Regions from separate parts of the Mus musculus genome. Here regions 2, 3 and 4 are each linked to region 1. Evidence: chromatin contacts called from public Hi-C and HiChIP or PLAC-seq data. All regions are on one chromosome and are shown on one strand. The core of a region is the stretch at or near the end of the contact, and the rest is flanking DNA. Distances in the headings are between cores, read along the strand shown. Region 1 overlaps Agbl1 (ATP/GTP binding protein-like 1). Region 2 has its middle 4.0 kb from the start of Mir7-2. Region 3 overlaps E430016F16Rik (RIKEN cDNA E430016F16 gene). Region 4 has its middle 17 kb from the start of Mrpl46.

Evidence for each region. A called contact is a pair of places that touch in the nucleus more often than the background predicts. HiChIP or PLAC-seq counts read pairs in DNA pulled down with a chosen protein or histone mark.
Region 2: an H3K4me3 HiChIP or PLAC-seq map of embryonic forebrain shows a contact between it and region 1, with 10 times the contacts expected there. The contact joins two enhancer-like sites. A contact is called at or near these places in 5 of 39 promoter capture datasets (cranial neural crest, embryonic stem cells, frontonasal cranial neural crest and 2 more), 4 of 484 Hi-C or Micro-C datasets (adipose-derived mesenchymal stem cells, cerebellar granule neurons and cerebellum) and 4 of 115 datasets of contacts at active chromatin or transcription factors (astrocytes, embryonic forebrain, forebrain and 1 more).
Region 3: a Hi-C map of cortical neurons shows a contact between it and region 1, with 4 times the contacts expected there. The contact joins two enhancer-like sites. A contact is called at or near these places in 5 of 39 promoter capture datasets (the C10 cell line, frontonasal cranial neural crest, hippocampal neurons and 2 more), 25 of 484 Hi-C or Micro-C datasets (the AML12 cell line, the N1E-115 cell line, cerebellar granule neurons and 13 more) and 1 of 9 other capture datasets (embryonic stem cells).
Region 4: a Hi-C map of cortical neurons shows a contact between it and region 1, with 7 times the contacts expected there. The contact joins two enhancer-like sites. A contact is called at or near these places in 1 of 15 datasets of contacts at CTCF or cohesin (the NIH/3T3 cell line), 35 of 484 Hi-C or Micro-C datasets (the AtT-20 cell line, B cells, CD4 T cells and 22 more) and 3 of 115 datasets of contacts at active chromatin or transcription factors (astrocytes, embryonic basal ganglia and embryonic forebrain).

Annotation. Positions count from the first base shown.
Region 1 is chr7:76,392,071-76,395,174 of GRCm38.p6, forward strand. The region is part of intron 6 of Agbl1 (ATP/GTP binding protein-like 1); the gene reads left to right. Among named protein-coding and RNA genes, the nearest start is that of Gm30774, 25 kb to the left of the region's middle. Within about 2 kb of position 1,546, at least 108 of the 459 cell types and tissues checked have an H3K27ac peak or open chromatin away from gene starts, as enhancers often do. A contact at or near this core is called in the N1E-115 cell line, brain, cerebral cortex and 7 more, where this site is marked.
Region 2 is chr7:78,882,858-78,885,720 of GRCm38.p6, forward strand. No RefSeq gene overlaps it. Among named protein-coding and RNA genes, the nearest start is that of Mir7-2, 4.0 kb to the right of the region's middle. Within about 2 kb of position 1,479, at least 41 of the 459 cell types and tissues checked have an H3K27ac peak or open chromatin away from gene starts, as enhancers often do. A contact at or near this core is called in embryonic forebrain, forebrain and hippocampal neurons, where this site is marked.
Region 3 is chr7:78,596,047-78,599,166 of GRCm38.p6, forward strand. All of the region lies in intron 8 of E430016F16Rik (RIKEN cDNA E430016F16 gene), which reads right to left. Among named protein-coding and RNA genes, the nearest start is that of Ntrk3, 20 kb to the left of the region's middle. Within about 2 kb of position 1,840, at least 68 of the 459 cell types and tissues checked have an H3K27ac peak or open chromatin away from gene starts, as enhancers often do. A contact at or near this core is called in cerebral cortex, cortical neurons, forebrain and 3 more, where this site is marked.
Region 4 is chr7:78,764,862-78,767,817 of GRCm38.p6, forward strand. No RefSeq gene overlaps it. Among named protein-coding and RNA genes, the nearest start is that of Mrpl46, 17 kb to the right of the region's middle. Within about 2 kb of position 1,415, at least 31 of the 459 cell types and tissues checked have an H3K27ac peak or open chromatin away from gene starts, as enhancers often do. A contact at or near this core is called in the N1E-115 cell line, brain, cortical neurons and 1 more, where this site is marked.

The DNA.
Region 1 (3,104 bases), core at 296-2,795:
AGGAGTCCAGTTTCCTAGAATCTTTTTCCACCATGCCTTAGTTATTGTGGTATGTTCACAAACCCGATTGTCTCTCTCTCTCTTTTTTTTTTTCTACTATGACTTCTGGGGAAGCATACATTATGTATTTCACTGATGAGTCAAACATCTCCTTCAAATAATATTGATTTTTTTTTTTTGTATTTGTCACACTGCTGCAGTTGGCTTCATTTGAAGGCAGCATGGCAAGCCACATCCATCACCATGCTGGTTTAAAATGACACGTATATCCATTTATTGAGTTCTTAGCATGTCAGACACTGTGTATGTTTAGCCCGAAAAGGATATTTCGCAATCCCCGTCTCAGTAAGTGGGGTAACTGAAGTCTGGAAGGCTTAAATAATTTATTCAGGCAGCAGGCTTTAGGGTTTACCTGACAGTCTCTTCCTCCCAGTGAGCTAAGCCCCATGCTTCACCAGGAAGAGATTAAAGAGGCTAGGTTTACTTAACCCAAAGAAGGAACAACGAAATGTTGAAAGGAAGCTAAGTAAATATTGCTTAAGTATCAGGAGAATTATCTTGGAAGACCATGTGTTACTTAAGTCAGAAACATCACACGGTCCACTCCACATAACGTTTGAATGGGCCCCGGTGAGAGATGCTAAAACACCAGCATGTGTGTGAGGAGCCTGTGTTTGCTGCTTCGAGGGTGAGCATCAGGCAAGGCTGATGAATGGGGGCATGAGATCCGGGAGCGAGGAGCAGGAACTGGAAGGATTACAGGCTCCTATTACGTCATGCCACATTCAATTTGGCATATTCCTCTTTACTTTCTTGGCTTCGAGTCCGGTCTTGCCTGCCAAATACTTACGTGCTTTGCATAAGTGCATAAGTGATTTTAAAAAGTTTAAGTTAAAAGGTTGCAACTGTGCCGGTTGTCTCCTTTGCCCTCCTCAGCCTGATGCTGCAAGGAAGTGTGGGCTGAGTTGCAGACAGTTGTTCCTGTAGTTCCTCTTCATGCCATGTGGTGGTGCTGTTCTTCTAGTTATCTCGACCATTGCTAGTCCAATATTTATTTTCGGTGAGTAATTTGTTTATCAGGAGGTTATTTTAATCTAATTTTGGCCATATTTGCTAGCGCACACTATCTGTGCTTCCCAGCGTTAGCAGCTTGCATGTCTTGAAGGAAATTATCTGAAGATGGTCTCAGAGGCATTTGCGCAGCCATTATTTAAGGGAGGTGGGAGGAGGCAGGGTGAGTGGAGCCTGGGGTTAGAACAGCGGATGGAATTTGTTGCCTTCCAAGTGGTGTTAGCATGACTGAGCAGGATTGACAGAGGGCGGGGACATCCCAGTAGCATTTTGCAAGCTGTCTCTGCTTGACAGCAGCAACGCTGGTTGTTAGGGTCGCTAGTCTCCCAGACCCTTGTGACAACTTGTAAAGGTCCTAAATTGGTTTGGGAGGACAAGAGTCTTCTAGTTCTGCACCCTCTGCAAGAGGCCCTTCTCCCAATCTGATGACATCTTTAATTAACTGCTACTGCAAGCTGCCTGTGAGCTGGGGAGTGGGGGAGGTTGGAAAGAGCGTGACTGTACCAGAGCAACCACCGCAGCATCCACAGCGTGACTATGGTGATGAATAGCGTGCTGGACACTTTGCTCACGTTACATTGAACTCTTTGTCCTCACTTACATAATAGTCATAGTACTATACCTGTCCTACATGCCAAGAAGAGGTAGTTAGCACAAAACAAAGACTTGCTGAAGTCCCACAAAAAGCACAAGGAAAGCTAAACTTTACCTCAGTTGTGACTGCTTCCAAAGCGTCAGATTTTCATATTTCTGGTAACCTTCAGCAGGAGTCAGGAACCCTGGACTGAGCCATAGATTGACTATGCGATCTTAAACATGGCCTTAGGTTGGCTTGCAGTAAGTGGAGGGTTGTAGGCGGGGCTTGATGCTTCTTTGCAACAGAATCTAACGTTTTCATCACCAAAGCCTAAGTGTGAATGACACATATTTGGTAGGCACAATGGGGCTCAGGTTGAGACCCCAGTTAAGAACAGCTCATTTTTTTCTTTTGCTTTCCAACTCTTGTTAGACACTGAGAAGTTTCCAGGGACGTTCCTGAGGGTCTGGAAGAAATCAGCCTTGGAAACTTCTGAATGAATATCATCGTGGGGTGTGTGGGAGCTTGACCTGTTGTTTGCGATTACAGCTTCAAGATGGAGTGACATGATGCTTTCTGTGGGAGGCTGGAAAAGTGTGTCACACTTCTCTAAGTAGTAAAATAATAATAATAATAAATGGTAATATAATAATAGTAATGATAGTCTAGTGATATTTGACCCAGAGAAAGCCAGAGTCTTGTATCCATCAAGACCCAGTCCAGTCATTTTGCAGTCTCTTAGAATTAATGGGCCTAATTAAGCAGTTGAATTGAACCTAAGTTGTTGAGGACAGTGGGGTTGTTATCCAGTGACAGGAAGGTAGGCTAGTGAACCCTTTCCTGTGATGGTCAAACTCTTCGGAGGTGACCATCCTGGGTCTGAACAGAGCTGTGAATGGCGCTGATAAGATGTTCCCGCTTGACACAAAACTTGGCTAAAACATTATTGTTGGCATGCCGCTGTTAAGTCGGGTCAGTTCTTATGCACAGGTAGCATACTATCTTTTACCACCTCTATCTCCAGGGCTTCCCCTCTATTCTAACATTTGCCTGCAAGTTTGGGTCAAAGTGTCCCTTCGAAAAGACTGTAAAAGTGTAAAAGTCTCCAAGTCATGATGAAGATGGTATACATGTGATATAATTGCATCAGTCATCATAAGGGCATGATATGGTGGATATCACTGTTTACATAGTGATCATAATGTCTGCTCTCATGGTACCCTGGGGTCAACTACAGAGACATAGTTATCGAGGCAGGCTGGTCTATACCCTCTAAAAATAATGAGCAACATGGAAGCTGGTGATGAGCCAGGAGCGGGAGCGGAGCAATGGATCTTAATAAACTTTGGTAAAAGTCACTGCTAGTTTATTATTACTGCCATCAGAGGCTGAAGGAGCTGATGCTGTATAGGGATAGGGCTTGTTCAAATTTAAATTGAGGTTGTTTAAATTTGTC
Region 2 (2,863 bases), core at 229-2,728, 2.5 Mb after region 1:
CCTCGGCTGCCTCAAGCCTCAGTGGGTAAAAATCTCATTTAGTGCCCCCATACCCCCGGATCCCTTCCCCCTTGTCAAGGGCTCCTCTTGGAAGGGCTGCCAACACCAAGTCTCAACTGGATTCAGGAGGTCAAGTCCCAGGATGCCCGGGAGGGAAGGGAAAGGATCTGCTCAGCCACAGGTGCGATGTCTCCCTTTCTCCAAACTGGGGGTGGGAGGGAGGGGGTGCGGGTGGTGGCGGTGGCTGGGAAAGCCGTTCTGGAGCTAGCGCTGGGCTCTCCTGCCAGCTGGAGTAAGAGGGTTGCATGTGAGCTAAGCCCCGCGCTGCCGCTGGGTCTCTGGTGCCTTTCGCCCAGACTCTAGGTGTAGCCGACCTGTTGCCTGCGGGAAAGCGTCCCACAAGATCTGAGAGCCAGGAGTCCGTGCTGAAGTCAGCCGCGATCTTACGGGCGAGCATCCCCAGAGTCCAGCGCCCACGGGAGGAAGACGTACACGGTGCCGGGAAAAGCAGCGGGTAACCATCCCAGGACAACCAACCCCTTTTCTTACCCTTTGTGTCATTAGTTGGTGGCCCAACGAACCCGGGGAAAGGGAGTGTGAGGGCTGGGGAAGTAGCTGATGAAAAGGCGCAAACAGGGCAGATAAATCCCAGTCTTGCATCTCCACTCACTGGGATCCTGAATGGAGCTCGGGATCCAGCAGTATTGGAGGTCCGTACAGCTTCAGCACCACTCATTAGGCACCTTCAGAAGCTGGACAGCACCGGGGCCGCAGAGTACCAGAGGTCGGTTCCTGGGCTCTTCCCAAGACGCCAGGCCCATGTCCACAATTCCAGACTCCATTCAACCGAGGCCAAGAGGTGCGATGCGGTTTGTAGAAGAATAACGGTGTGTGTGTGTGGGGGGGGGGGGGGGTCCGGGGAGGAGATCGGCTTTCTCGTTTCTCCAGGGCTTTGGGTGTCTAAGACATTCTATGTCACCTTCACTATCTAAACCAAAGGGGAATCGCCACATTTAGGTCTGCCTTCTCCCCAAACCTTACTCGGGGTAAACGAGGGAAAAAAACATGGAGTTGGAGAGAAAAGAAACCGAGGCTATGGTAGGAAGTAGTACATTGTGTCTGGGTGCCTCACCTCTGGGTGTAGATGAAGTCTGCCCCAAATGAGCATCCAGGTAGGCAGGCAGGTAGGTATGTGTGTGTGTGTATACATGTATGTGTGTGTGTGTATATATATGTGTATATATATATATATATATATATATATATATATACATACATATATAAATATAATATATTTATATAAATAATCAGAAAAAGCCCTAAAAGCCTTTGTAGAGGAGCACAGATAATTGTTTTGGCAAGGAGGAAAAAGTCGGGGGAGGGGGGAGCTGTCACAAAAGGACTAATGGAGGTGGGGGAGGAGGAAAGCAGAGCGGACAGGACGCCAGCTCTAGTGTGGTTACCTAGCAACCACCCGCAGCCCCTGCTTCCTGTTGCCTTGGTAACAGTGAATGGAGGGGCTTTGGCTCCTGTTTATCTGTGAGTACCTTGATTCTCTAAATTAAATATCTACTGGTAGCCCCTGCCTCAGTCCTGGCTGCGTGGGAGTCCCTGCCATTCTCATGAAATACTCGAGGGCACCCTAGAAGGTGATTTTTTCCCCCTAAGTCAAGGAAATAAGACCCCCGAAATCCTCCCCAACCATACCCCAGCCCACTTCAGAGATGTAATCATAAGCTGCCCAGCCATTTTCTTGGGACTTGCGATTTGAGGTCCTTTTATTTATCCCTTTATATGAGGAGGTGATCTCCTCTTCCCTACCCCCACCCCCCCCACACACACACGCCCCAATTACCCTACAGCACAGCAGCACTGGATTCTCCAGACGTTTATCTAGTCTTCCTCCTCTGCATTGGCTTCCTTATAAAACCAGCACTCGGAGGGTCAGTCCTCTGGCCTTTCCCCTTCCCCCGGACTGACAAGCGCTGACTGCTTCCTACACCAGCCTCACTTGTCTGTATTCATCCGTAACACACGGGTGGGAAATCATGGTCCCTACACATTTTCCAAGGTGACTGTAGCCTTCTCTTGGGTGGGGTGGGAGAGGGAAAAGCCCAGGAAGTTAGCAGAGCGACCTGTTTTATACATTCATCATCTAGAATAGCTCTCACTAAGAGCCAAGAATCTGCTACCTCTGCACATCTGACACCTGACGACACAGACAGGGGAAACCTCCTGTTTCAGGCAGTAACTACGAGGATGCCTTACACCAACAAATCATGTTTCCTTCAGCCTTTCTCTTTACATAATACAATTATATATAATATATTATATGTGTATATATAATACTCACTGCCCCAAAAGCCTGTTTAGATATATCAATATAGGCATTTATATCAAGATACCTTGCCTTACATGTTACTATAGAAACTTCATTTACACCAAACCAGGTAGCTGGTCTGCTTTTTGAGTTTTCTACTCAGAGAACGGCTCTCCTTTACTTTACTAATTCTCTGGGCCAGCTATCACTGATCACTGATCAGTAATGCCCCATGGCAACAATAGTAATTTTTAAAAATAATTATTTCTTTTTTTGCTCATTTCTTTATGGACAAAGGGTTTAATTTCCTTTCAAGAAGATAACTGAGACCTTATTGGCTAGGAAAGAAAAGCCAGTCTCTCATTGGTTGGTATGTGTCACTTCATCAACCAATAAGAGGATGCCATTTATCCTTTCCTGACTAGCTGAGAGAGCAGAGTACCCAGAATGATTGAATCTGCCTTAGTTTTTATCCAGGAGCACAGGGCGGTTTCTGAGTTCTGGGTCCCAGGATGAGGGTTTTGCTTTAGCCAATCGGGATTG
Region 3 (3,120 bases), core at 590-3,089, 2.2 Mb after region 1:
GACAGAACAGCAGTTAGCTCCTCCAAGGCCCCAGCTGGGCCTGGGCTAGCATCTAGCACCACCTACCGGCCACAAAAAGAAGAGCAGAGGCCAAGCTACCACCTTTCCCTAGGACTCCTTAGGGCCTTTTGTCAGGCCTGGCTGTTGCCTGCTCCTTAGCTCCGGGATCTTCCTTTTTCCACCTACAGACAGAAGGCAAACTCCAAAAGGGACAAGAAATCTCCCAGTAGGAATAAGAAATCACATAACTAACAACAACAGTGAGATCCAAGCCAGAACCTGTGTCTGAGAGAGCATAGGAGAGAGCAAGAAGATAGCCGAGGAGGGGGAGGGAGCAGACAGTAAGCAAGGACCAGCGGTTGATGGTCACAACCAGTTGCAGTGGAGAGATGAGGATGCTGGAGGCTTATGTAGAATCTTACTAAAGAAGTACTCAAGGTCCCAGGAAGCAGTCACATGTCGCCACTACAGGCCAACAACTGAGACCACCCTCGCCACCCTCATTCTAGACCAGCTCCCAGCCCTGTACCCAGGTGCTTCTGGGAAGTTGCCTGCATTCCTCTGGTCTCAGAGAGCCCGGCCTTTGCCCAGAGATCACAGCTGGCGTCAGGCAATGCCTTTCTTGGTGCTTCTCTTGGTTCTGTCTGCTCCTAGTTGAAGATGCCAATGAAAACAGATTGGAAAGAGACCAAGAGAGGAGGAACGAGGCGGGAGGGGGGTGAGGGTTTCAACATGAGGTGATATTAAATTAATCTCCTGCCAGTTCTCCATATGTCAGACTAAACTTTGATTAAGCATCCTTCGGTTTTGAGTCACTGGCTAAGGAATGTCTACTCAGTGACAGTTTCCTGGGCACTAGCAGAAGCTGACAATCCTGCTGGTCCATACTCCTTTTCTTCCTCCAAAGGCATTCCAAAAGGTACCCATCTGGCCTGCTAACCCAGAAGGAGAAGGCAGTGCTTTTGATAAAAGTTTGGACATTGAGATCAAAACAGATCAGCTGCTGGCTTGGAACAAGTCACTTAGCTTTTCTGAGCCTTGGGCTCAGAAACCAGGGCTGATTTCACCTCCTAGGACCAGTGGAGAATATACGCTTATGTGACTTAGCACAGTACCTGGAAGATGAGCTCAATAAACAGTGGCTAGAAAACAAGAGAAGAGAACCTTAGCTGTGGCTCCTTGCTTGGAATTCTAAGGCAGGGCTCTGCAGCCTCCCTACCCCACCCCCCTCCTGCCAGCTCTCAGCCTCCTGTGGGCAAAGGAAGAAAGGCGGGGGTGGGGGCCTGTTCTCACCCTGGGAAGATTGCTCTAGGGGTGGGTGATGACTGTGTGCCTCACCCACCCACTGGGGAAGGCGCTCCAGCTAGTGAATGGAAAAAGCCAGCACCCCTCTTGACTGCATTCATTATTCAAAACTTCTCACAGCCTGATGCCTGCCCTGGAGGGTGTTAAGGACCAGCTAAGCACCAAGCAGTTTCCTCTGCCTGAGATGCAGGTAGCAGAGCCAGGGAGGTTGGGCCATGAGGAGAGACTGGGGCTTTCCAGAGGCCTGGGCCTGGATCAGTGCATCTCTGAGCTTTCACTCTGCCTATCTGTAACTCCCACCCAGGGCTCGGCTCCTTCCGCAGACCTCGCCCCTCTAGCTTATTCCCTCCCAGGTGTCTCAGTGGCCGGCGCTGCTTTGAAGCTAAGTTTAAGTCTACCACGACTGGCTTCAACATAAATATAAATACAAGCACCAGAGTACAAGCCGGGTTTCAAGAACTCAGTAGGTGCAGTGGCTGACAACTACCATATTGGACTGAGCATATGGAAAGTCTTTTGTCAGCAACAGCGCTGCTGCCCTGGGCCCCGCTGCAGAGAACTGACCACATCAAGGAGAGAGACATGAGGCGCAGAGGGGAGGGAGGGGCATATAAAAGCCCAAGAAGGCTTCAAAATTTGTAAGAACTTGAAAATGAATAAGGAGAAAGTTTTCGGTGCCACCACGCCCCCCACCCCAGGTTCCAGAAGACCCAGGGTGTTCTGTGAGAGAGCAAGTGATTGTCGCAGGTCCTCACTGATGGGAGTGCACAGAAAGGACCATAGAGCTCTCAGAAGTGGGTATTTTTGAAAGCCAGTCTGGGGGAGGCGTTGGAGTTGAAGCATAAGCTGGACTCCACAGTGAGGATGAGCACCGAACCGAACCCCCAGTGTTTTTTTTTCAAGGACCATGATTGCTCGCCCACGGGCACCCCCCTCCCCCCGCGCGCACACAGTATCTGTGTCACTCAGGATGTGGGAAAGTGGTTTGGCTTCGGCTGTGTGGGGTAGGGGCAGCTGGGAGGAGAGCAGCGTCTGCACCAGGGAAGGAGCCTGAATAATTTGATGGCTCCTCCGAGGAGAAGCATACATCAGAGTAGTGAACAGATGGCCCAGCAAAAGGGGTTAAGTAAAGAGATCGCTGTGAGAAGTCTTGTCACTCTCATCAGAGCAGAGATCCATGAGAAGCAGACTTTCAGTAAGTCCGAAATAGCAAATGCCACGCAGGAACGAGAGCCACCTTCCCTTTTCCCCAGCCCCCCCCAACCCCCCAACTGATGCACAGGCTCCCAGTCTTCTCTGGGACTGACAGACTTTCTGCAGCCTCTTTCCAGGGGAGGTTTGTGACTCTGCCTGCTGGATCAGGGAAACAGCAGTAATCCTGAACACAGAGGGGATGTCTGATGGGGTGCACTTACAGTCTACCCATGGACTCATGTTTCTGAGACCCAGGGACCCTCATCCATGTGCTCCAGTAGGTCTTAAACTCATGACTTTGCTCTTATCCTGCACTTCCTCCCATGTCCTGTCTTTAAGGGGACCTAACAGGCACCATTCCCTATGCCAGCCAGGTTGGGGTATGCAGCTACTTGACTAGATATGTGCAGAAGGCTACAATAAAACAAATGAAGGTCTGGAAACTTTGGTGCCGGCAGGCACGCATTCTTCCTCCTTTCCTCCTGTCTGTCTACAGTGGCTCTCTCTTATCCACCTTTCCTCTGCTTCTCCTTTTACATCCTTTCCTAGACTTCTTTGTGTTTCTTCGCAGGTCCCAGGATCCTCAGGACAACCAAGTCCGTTCCTAAGCTGTAGGTCCAA
Region 4 (2,956 bases), core at 165-2,664, 2.4 Mb after region 1:
GCTTCAGGAGATTGCACTCTGCCACAAGTGCATAATTCAAAGTCCTGGCTGCAGAGAACCTGCATCCCCTGGTTTGGAGGCAGAGAAGGGCTGGGATTCCATTGCTCGGGATTCTTTAGAAAGATGGAAGATGCAAGCATCTCATCTGGAGAAAAATTCCCCTCCCAGCACTCCAACCCTAGAAATGTGCCTAATGATGCTTTCTAAACTGCAAAGTCGGGTTTTCATTACAAACACAGGTTGACGGCCCATATGCAGCATTATTGGTAATGAATGGTTTTCCACATCTCTGCCCTGCTATAGCTGCCCTGCCCACCTCTCTGATACTGAAGGCACAAACTGTACTGGCCCTTCCAAGACCCTTGGAAAATGCTGCCCTGGCCTGAGGAATAAGGAACATGGCCATCCCTGTCCCCAGCCCTGTGTGGGGACCTGGGGGGAGGGGCGCTTCTGGGAGGTCCTGGCTAAGTGGCATCAAGGACCAGATGGCTGAGGAGATTACTACGATTTCGTTTCCATATAATCCATAAACTTGGATGAGTTAATGTTTCTTCAAATGCATTATCTTGTAATCCCAGGGAAAGCTGTGCAGAGCCAAGAGCCTGGTTCTCTGGCCTCTACATGCCTGGCATGCTGGGTAATCCCTGCTTTGCCCAACAGGTCTTAACAAAGGCCAAGGAGCTTGGCCAGCAGGGGAGGAGATGCTGGCGGCAGGGCAAGGCTGGCACCTAGGAGGCTGGCATTTGAGGGCAATTGGGCAGGCCCGTAGGCTCCCAAACAATGCTGGGAATCCCACACTACAACCAAGCAGAGCCCACAGGACATCTGAGCAAAAGCCCAGGTGGGGATGAAGATTTCCTACTCTCTTGCTTTTGGCTCCATCCTTGGCAAAATGACTAACTCTGGGCCTTATTGTCTCAAAATATAACAAGGGATAGAAGCAGGTGACTCAAAGAGTCCACTTCGATTCACTCTCTGCTACATGTGAAGCCAAGGTCAGCACTGTTTCCCTGTCATATGCCAGGAGCTGTGACGAATAGATTCCACCGAACCCACTCCATGCTCGGGTAAAAACTAGCTGCTTCCAGGATCCTGGGTGTGCTGCTTGAACCTGGCATCATGGCACATGAGGACTGGTCTTAAGATGGAGCTCTGCCACTGACTAGCTAGCAAGCCACCTCCCTCCAGCTCTTCCCTCATCTGTCAGCTAGAGTTGCTTCTTCAACTGGTATCTCACGAGTGTCAGAGAAACTCAGAACACAGGGTGAACCTACCAACCTGTGAATATGTAACATCGAGTCCAGTACGCGGCCGGCAACCTGCCTGCAAGCTGGTGTCCTTGCCCTTTCCCCCAGTTCTTTCTACCTCTCCTGAGCTGCCTCACCCTTTTAGTGATCTCAGCTTAATCCTGTCAGCTCCTTCTGATGCATTAAGCTAATGCATTAACGATTTGGTTGGTGACTTCTTCCTTGCAATACAGTTGCGTGTTTGCAGTGGCCATCGTGCCTTGACTCGTTGTTGTGGACAGATGGCCACCTGGCGGTAATAACACGCTAGAAAGCCTAAGAGCCAGTGGGGCTTTCTGACCCACAGCCCAGCTTTTGGCCAAGCGTACCTAGGAGGGATATACGTTTGTGTGTGGCGCCTCCCTGTGGATACGATGTGTACTGCACAGACTCACCCAATCCCTGACGCACATGAACCAGCAGCTGCCCCAACCAGGACGTGAATCCAACATTCTTACACTGCCAATGCAGAAAACGAGGCCCACATGCTGGCATAGAACTTGTTCAAGATTATACAGTTCCCTTGGCATTTTGAAAACAGTAATAAATGACTGGCAACAATCTCTCATAATTTTGAGAACAAGAAAGCCAGAATCAAAGTGTGGTTTGCCCAAGGGTGTGTCCATGAAATGTGAATTTAGTTTCGGTGGTCAGTTCTCACACCATAAATCTTTAGGGAGATAGAGATGGCTCCCATTCTTTCCTGAGGAGCCAGGTAGTGATGACCCACGTGGCTTCTGAAATCATATCTAGCTAAATGATGCAAAAATCTGGTCCTATAAAATGCCCCTTTAAGTTTCTGCAAGGACACTGTCCATCAAATGGACTCTATCCAAGAAGATGGAGTCTGTCGTGAGGCTGGGCACTGTTCTCTGTATCCACCTAGAGAAGGCAGAGATGCTTCCTGAAGCTTTAGCTCAGTAAAGCCCTGGAGAAGCAGAGGAGAAGGTGCCACTGAACTCAGCAAAATACTGAATGGTATGAACTAGGATTTAGTTCAACAGAGATTCAACCACACCTAGAGAGCTACGGGCAAGGGATGAGACTGCTCTCCTGTGAGTGTTGCTCCTGAGGATTATCTGAAAAGGAATCAAAACTGACACATGTCAGAGACTTCTGCGTGCTGGTGTTGATCACCAACGATTCACAAAAGCCAAAATGGTTCACCCACAGATGAACACAGAGAGTGTAGTATGTATACACAATGGAGTGCTACCTAGCCACAAAGAACAAACTCATGTCATTTATGGGAAAATGGACATTAAGTAAAATAAGCTGGATTCAAAAAATACTATCACAGGTGCTCTCTCATATGTATACTGTAGAGAAAAAAAATAATTGAAGATGCCCCCAAAATTGAAGAGATGACTATGGAAGAAGAAGATGAGGAGGTGGTTACTCCCAAATACATTACATGCGTGTTTAAGTGACACCGTGAAATCCATTATCGTCGTGGCGTTGGCTCAACATCAGTCAGGATGCAGTTAGGAAAATGTAGCCCACGCCATGTCGTTCAAAAGAGACTTTTCAACATGGAGAATGAGTTCCCATGGTGTTGAGAGAGCTGGAAACCAAACAGGGTATGGAGAGGCAATTTGGAGAGGAGCAAGAGTAAAGCCATCACCCTGAGGGCTGGGGACAGCAGAAGAAAACAATGCTACCAGGAGCAA